Regions from separate parts of the Mus musculus genome. Here region 2 is linked to region 1. A link is a contact called in public HiChIP or PLAC-seq data. All regions are on one chromosome and are shown on one strand. Each heading gives the region's core, a stretch centred on a gene start, on an enhancer-like site or on the middle of the called end of the contact. The rest is flanking DNA. Distances are from core to core; before and after follow the strand shown. Region 1 overlaps Pdcd6ip (programmed cell death 6 interacting protein). Region 2 holds the start of Ubp1 (upstream binding protein 1).

Evidence for each region. HiChIP or PLAC-seq counts read pairs in DNA pulled down with a chosen protein or histone mark.
Region 2: a contact with region 1 is called in an H3K27ac HiChIP or PLAC-seq map of embryonic stem cells, with 2.4 times the contacts expected there. The contact joins the promoter of Ubp1 here to the enhancer-like site in region 1. A contact is called at or near these places in 2 of 39 promoter capture datasets (liver and neural stem cells), 1 of 484 Hi-C or Micro-C datasets (embryonic stem cells), 6 of 115 datasets of contacts at active chromatin or transcription factors (the 230-238 cell line, bone marrow-derived macrophages, embryonic stem cells and 3 more) and 2 of 9 other capture datasets (adipose tissue and liver).

What each region holds. Positions count from the first base shown.
Region 1 is chr9:113,669,181-113,671,880 of GRCm38.p6, reverse strand. Pdcd6ip (programmed cell death 6 interacting protein) reads left to right here. Exons shown (of 18, transcript NM_011052.2): 12 at 1-124. Among named protein-coding and RNA genes, the nearest start is that of Gm36745, 27 kb to the right of the region's middle. Within about 2 kb of position 1,385, at least 25 of the 459 cell types and tissues checked have an H3K27ac peak or open chromatin away from gene starts, as enhancers often do. A contact at or near this core is called in embryonic stem cells and neural stem cells, where this site is marked.
Region 2 is chr9:113,929,927-113,932,626 of GRCm38.p6, reverse strand. It overlaps Ubp1 (upstream binding protein 1), which reads right to left and starts at 1,315. Exons shown (of 16, transcript NM_001372510.1): 1 at 861-1,315. The coding sequence starts at 973. It overlaps Gm39439 (a long non-coding RNA gene), which reads left to right and starts at 1,701. Exons shown (of 4, transcript XR_003948257.1): 1 at 1,701-1,900.

The DNA of each region.
Region 1 (2,700 bases), core at 136-2,635:
TGGACAGGTGAAGGAGCGCTACCAGTCCCATCGAGACACCATCGCACTTCTGTGTAAGCCGGAGCCAGAGCTGAATGCTGCCATCCCCTCTGCTAACCCAGCAAAGACCATGCAGGGCAGCGAGGTGAGAAGGGAGAACGTGACATGGGGAGTCCTGTGTTCATGGGACTCTGTTCAAGTTGCTACGTAGAGACTGCCAGAGTCTTACTGCCAACTCAGCCGAAGGGGCTTGGGGTGCAGCTTCATGGAAGGCCACTTGTTTAGCTTGCACCAGGCTTGGGGTTTGAGTCCAAGTACCACACATTCTTGTATGCTCACAGACAGACACATAAACACATACAGAAGTAAATCGGGGTTGTTATATCAAAACTAGCATTCTATACATTGAGTGATAGTGGAGTTATTGATTAATGTCCTGTTGGAATTTTCATTTGTTGAGTTACTTTTGTGAGCTGGTACTTCATATGCTAACAGTGTTTAACTCAGATGTTGTAAAAGGGAAGCTTAGAAAGGACAGAAACTTCCCTTGGGGTGAAGAAGATGGGAGCCTTCCAACTTTAGTTTCTTTGTTCTTCATGATTTTCTTTGTATTCCACATGGTTTGAAGGGAAGATTGGCAAGGTGTGCATGTTAGTAAATGGACAGCATCAGGATGATATTTCTAATGATGGCAGGAGAGCGAACCCACAGAGCCTCTCATTAGGGAAGTCTTAGAGAGGAGAGAAAATGCAGGCAGAATGTGGTGGTGGCTGCTGTAAGGTCAGTTGTATTACATTAGAGGCTCCCTGCTGCCTAGGAAGTAAGTCCAGGCAAGTAAGAAACAGTGTATTGAAAAGGTACATTTCCAGGCACAATAGATTTCTAAAGTTGTTAATACTCTTCTTTATTTCTCTTTGTATAGAATAATTATATATATTCTAGCAAGACTTACTTCGTGAGTACTTACTGTGTTAAGTACTTTGTAAAATTAGCAAATGAATATAACCTTTCTTTATCTCAGCTTGTTGTCCAGTGTGGAACCTTTGTCATGTACAAAGATGACAATGATTGGTTACAAGTTTATAAACTCAGCAGGAAAAGCATCGGGGTTGCTGTTCGGATTTAGACAGTAGTGTGGGGCACCACTTTGGGAGTCTTCTTGGGAAACTGGTATACTGTGAGAACAGAGGGAGAATACATGAGCACAGCTGAGGTTCCTCATGGCCTCAGCTGTGTTCATGTATTGAGTGCACTGGTAGAGGGTGTGGAGGGCAGAGCAGGTCCCGGGCAGCACTCAACAGCAGGAGAGCTGCAGAGCAGTGTGTCTAAGGGATCCAGGGCTACAGGATGGGTGGACCAGGAATGCCAGCTACATGCCTGGATCTGGTCAGAACACGAGGATGTGAAGAGCAAGGAATCTAAACACGAGAATAGCCCCAGGGAACAGCAACAGGATCCCTAACCCCTGCCCTGCAGGGCTGAGGATTAAACCAGGGCCTGGTGCATATTATATGGGCATTCTACCACTGAGCTGTGTCCCCAGCTTACTCCCAACCCCCCTTTTCAGAGACAAAGCCTTTCTACATGCCCAAGCAAGCCTTTAACCTGAAACATTCCTATGTCTGTCCTGGCAGAGCAGGGGATTGAATAGCTGGGTAAGCATGCTATTACAGAGCTGCATCTCCAGCCCTTGGCACGTTTCTTTTTTGTTTTTTGTTTTTTTAATTTTAGAGAAAGATAGCTGTGGGACACATCTTTCTTATTCTTTTTGGTCTCTTCTATTTTCTTTCCCCGCTGGGGATTGAAACCAAAGGTTTGTTAGGTTCTACAGTCCCAGACCATTGGTGTCTTATTGATAAATTTATATGGATTGATTTCTCTTTCATGGAAAAGCAAAAATCATTTATGCTAAGCAAAATCAGAACTAGTAAGCCATTATTTTTTTGTAAATTTATTAATTTAAATTAACAGAGGCTTTTTGATAATCTGTAATGCCATTGCACACAGAGGTAAAGTCTTTTTTTGGGGTGGGGGTGTGTTTCAAGACAGGGTTTCTCTGTGTAGCCCTGGGTGCCCTGGAACTCACTCTGTAAACCAGGCTGGCCTCGAACTCAGAAATCCTCCTGCCTCTGCCTCCCGAGTGCTGGGATTAAAGGCGTGCGCCACCACGCCCGGCACTAGAGGTAAAATCTTTTATAATCAACACTAAGTTATTGTATTGAAGCTGGATTTCCTGACAGGTACAAAGAAAATGTTCAGCACGCTGTGCTTATGTATCATGAGCCTCTGTTAATTTAGAAGACATCATATGTTATCAAAGCTGATTCAAACTTTTACCGTAAACTTTGATGATCGTTTTCCCAGAGTGTTCATGGTAAAACATTGCTGTCTGACAGCCAGGCATGGTGTGCATGACTGGGTAGAGACTTGTGAGATCTCTGAGTTCGAGGTTAACCGGGTCTGCATAGTGAGATCCAGGTTAGCCAGGCTGCATGATGAGACTCTGTCTTAAATATATGTGTTTCTTGTTCTTTTTCTTTGGCTCGCTTTTCTTTTGTTTGTTTATTTTGACTTATTCCAGTTTGTTTTTGTTTTATTTTATTACTTTTCATTAGATGCCTGTGCTTCTAAGGAGAGATAGGAAGGGCATGGATCTGGGTGGATAGGGAGATGGAGAGAAATCAGGAGGAGTTGGGGGAAGGGAAACGGTTATCAGAATAT
Region 2 (2,700 bases), core at 66-2,565, 260 kb before region 1:
ACCAGCTCTGACCCAGGGCATTTCTCTTAGGGTATTAACAATGCTTCTGACCTCCCCTGGGCGGCAGGAAAGGTAGGAGAGCCCCAGGGAGCCCACATCGCACACTTTACACAACCAACCATACTGCTGAAAACTAAGTACTACACTTAATTCACACGTTTCAAAAACCACTCCGTTTTTTACCTCCTTGGGTAAACCATACCCTACACAAGCCATATTCCAACATCGAAACAAAGGGCTGCCGAGCCACCAAGAACTCTTCAACTCTTTCGGGATAAGTAAGGGGCAGACACACTTGGCTCCTATCTGTTTCCGCCTCTCCCAATTACACAAAAAGGAACAGCTGCTGGTGCAGACAGCAGTGACTAAACTATTGTGTGTGGCACAATCTTAAAGCCCTCTGCAAAAGGAAACAGCCTGAGGGGAGTCACTTTGAGAATGAAGAAACCTAGCAAGGGCCCAACTTCACTCTCAATCAGGAGACTATACAAGCAAGTCACTGCGCTCGCCAACCCTCAGGGCTACTTTCACTCACAATATAACTTACTATCAGAATGTCAAGCGGCTGAAAGTCGCAGGCCACGCTACCAGGCACCGTAGGAAAAGCTACAGTTTTCCCATTAGAAACAGTGCCTTTTGTACAGCCTACTCCAGCTAAAAGGACTCGTAAATCACTTGGAAAGAAAGTCCCTGCCCCTCTGACCCAATCTCAACGGCTAGCGCGGCTTCCCCAGGCAGAAGCGACGGGGTCCTCCGCCGCTAGCCGCCCCCGTCGGCCTCCCAGGCCACGGCGCCACGCGGCAGGACCCCGACCCCGCGGCCCAGGCCCCGCCCGGCGGAGGCAGCCGCGCGCCCCTTACCTCATGCTGTAGGCGCCGGCGCCCAGCTCCTGCCCGATGCCGGACAGGCTGGAGTCGAAGTCGTGCACCAGCCCGGACTCGATCACCTCGTCCATACTGAGCACCCAGGCCATCTTCCGGCCTCGCCGCCGCCCCGCGCAGCGCGGCCTCCGGGTCCGGGGCGAAGGCGCCCGAGCTCCGCGGGCGCGTCCTGAGGGAGGACGCGGGTGAAGCCTCCGGCGGCGCGGCGAGTGGTCACCTGCGGCGGCGCGGGACGCGGCTGAGACGAGAGCGGCCGAGGCCCAGCTGTCAGGGCACAGCGTGCGGGCCAGCAGCTGCGGCGGGAGCGACCGGGCCGCGAGCCGCGCCGCCCTCCCGCGGCCGCCGGCCCCGCGCCTCATGCCGCCGCCCGCCCCCGGCGCCGCTCCCGCGGCCGCCGCCCGCCCCGCCCCACAGCCCCAGCGCGCATCCCCCCGGCACGCCCGTCACCCGCTCCCGGGCCGCGCCCCCCCCCCCCCAGCCCTCTGCCCGCCCGCCCAGGCTCCAGCGCCCCTTCGCCCCGGCCAACCCCGCCGCCGCCGCTCCGCCGGCCCGGACGCAGCTTCGATGCGGCTCCGGCTTGGGCTCGCTCGCCGCTTCCGCCTCCTCCTCCGGCCCCGCCCCTGCGGCCGCTCCCCTCCCAGGCCCGCCCCTCGCGGCCCCGCGCCTCGCGGCGGCACTAGCGCCTGGGCCGAGCGGCGCTGCCCGGCCCCCGCGGTGTCGCGGCCTGGCGGCGGAAGAGGTGTGACCGGTTACGCTCGGCTGACTGACAGGTCTTCTGGGCAGTCACGGCGAAGCGGCCGGAATGGATTCCCGTGAGCCTCTGCGTTCCCGGCTGAGCCACCAATCAAAACGCTCTTCCCCTCCGGGACTAAATTGACTGCCATAAGTAAGAGCTCATTGGCCCGCACTGGAGGAAGTGGTTCCAGGTCCTACTTCCGTCGGTTCTGGGAAATACCCTTTCGTCGGCTTTTGCCCCCGCTCCAGAGAAAAGCGGGTACATCTCGTCTGATGTAAGCTAGGTCTGTTGTGCAGAAGATCTTGATTGGCAGGAGAATAAGCCAGTCAGCCCTCCCTAAAAGGTCCCCGCCCCTCTCAACTCAACTTTAATCCGGAGGCAGAAGCATGCTGGTCTGAGTTCGAGGTCAGCTTGGTCTACTTGGCGAGCTCCGGCTGAATCAAGGTTATATACAAGGGCTTGTCTCAAAACAAAACAAAGCAAATTTGCAGAGCCCAGAAGATCTGGTGACGCACATAGCACAAGAGTGTGTGACACCCTCGTTATTCCTTAATCATGTGCGCTAACACAAACCATGCAAATTGCTGTGAGAGTTAACGTGAAGAAAACTAGTGTTTTTCTAAAACAAAAGACAACAAACAAACCCGGGAGGTTATGGTTCAGGTAGCACGAAGACAAAACAAACAAACAAACAAACAAACAAACAAAAACCACACACACACACACAGATACCCGCAGCAAAAGACAAAGAATACACTAAGCATAGAGACTTCCTATCTATGCCCAAGTGCTCCCTTTTACTGCTTCATGGAAGTCTGTGTCTGGGTATCCCTAACAAGCTTTGAGAAGAACTGCTCCCTCCAAGCCGGCCCTCGATTATTGCTTTTTTCACATAATATTGTTTCCAAAGGATTCGGATGTGGGTCCAGCAACGTTCATTTGACAGGTTTATTATTAACTGTTGGAAATAACGGGGGAAGGGGGAGTAATTCTCTGATTCTTGGGACAAGTGTAATTGTGCTATCATTTGTCTCTTTAATCAGTTTATGCACTAGAGTACTCACACATATGTAGAAGCACAGC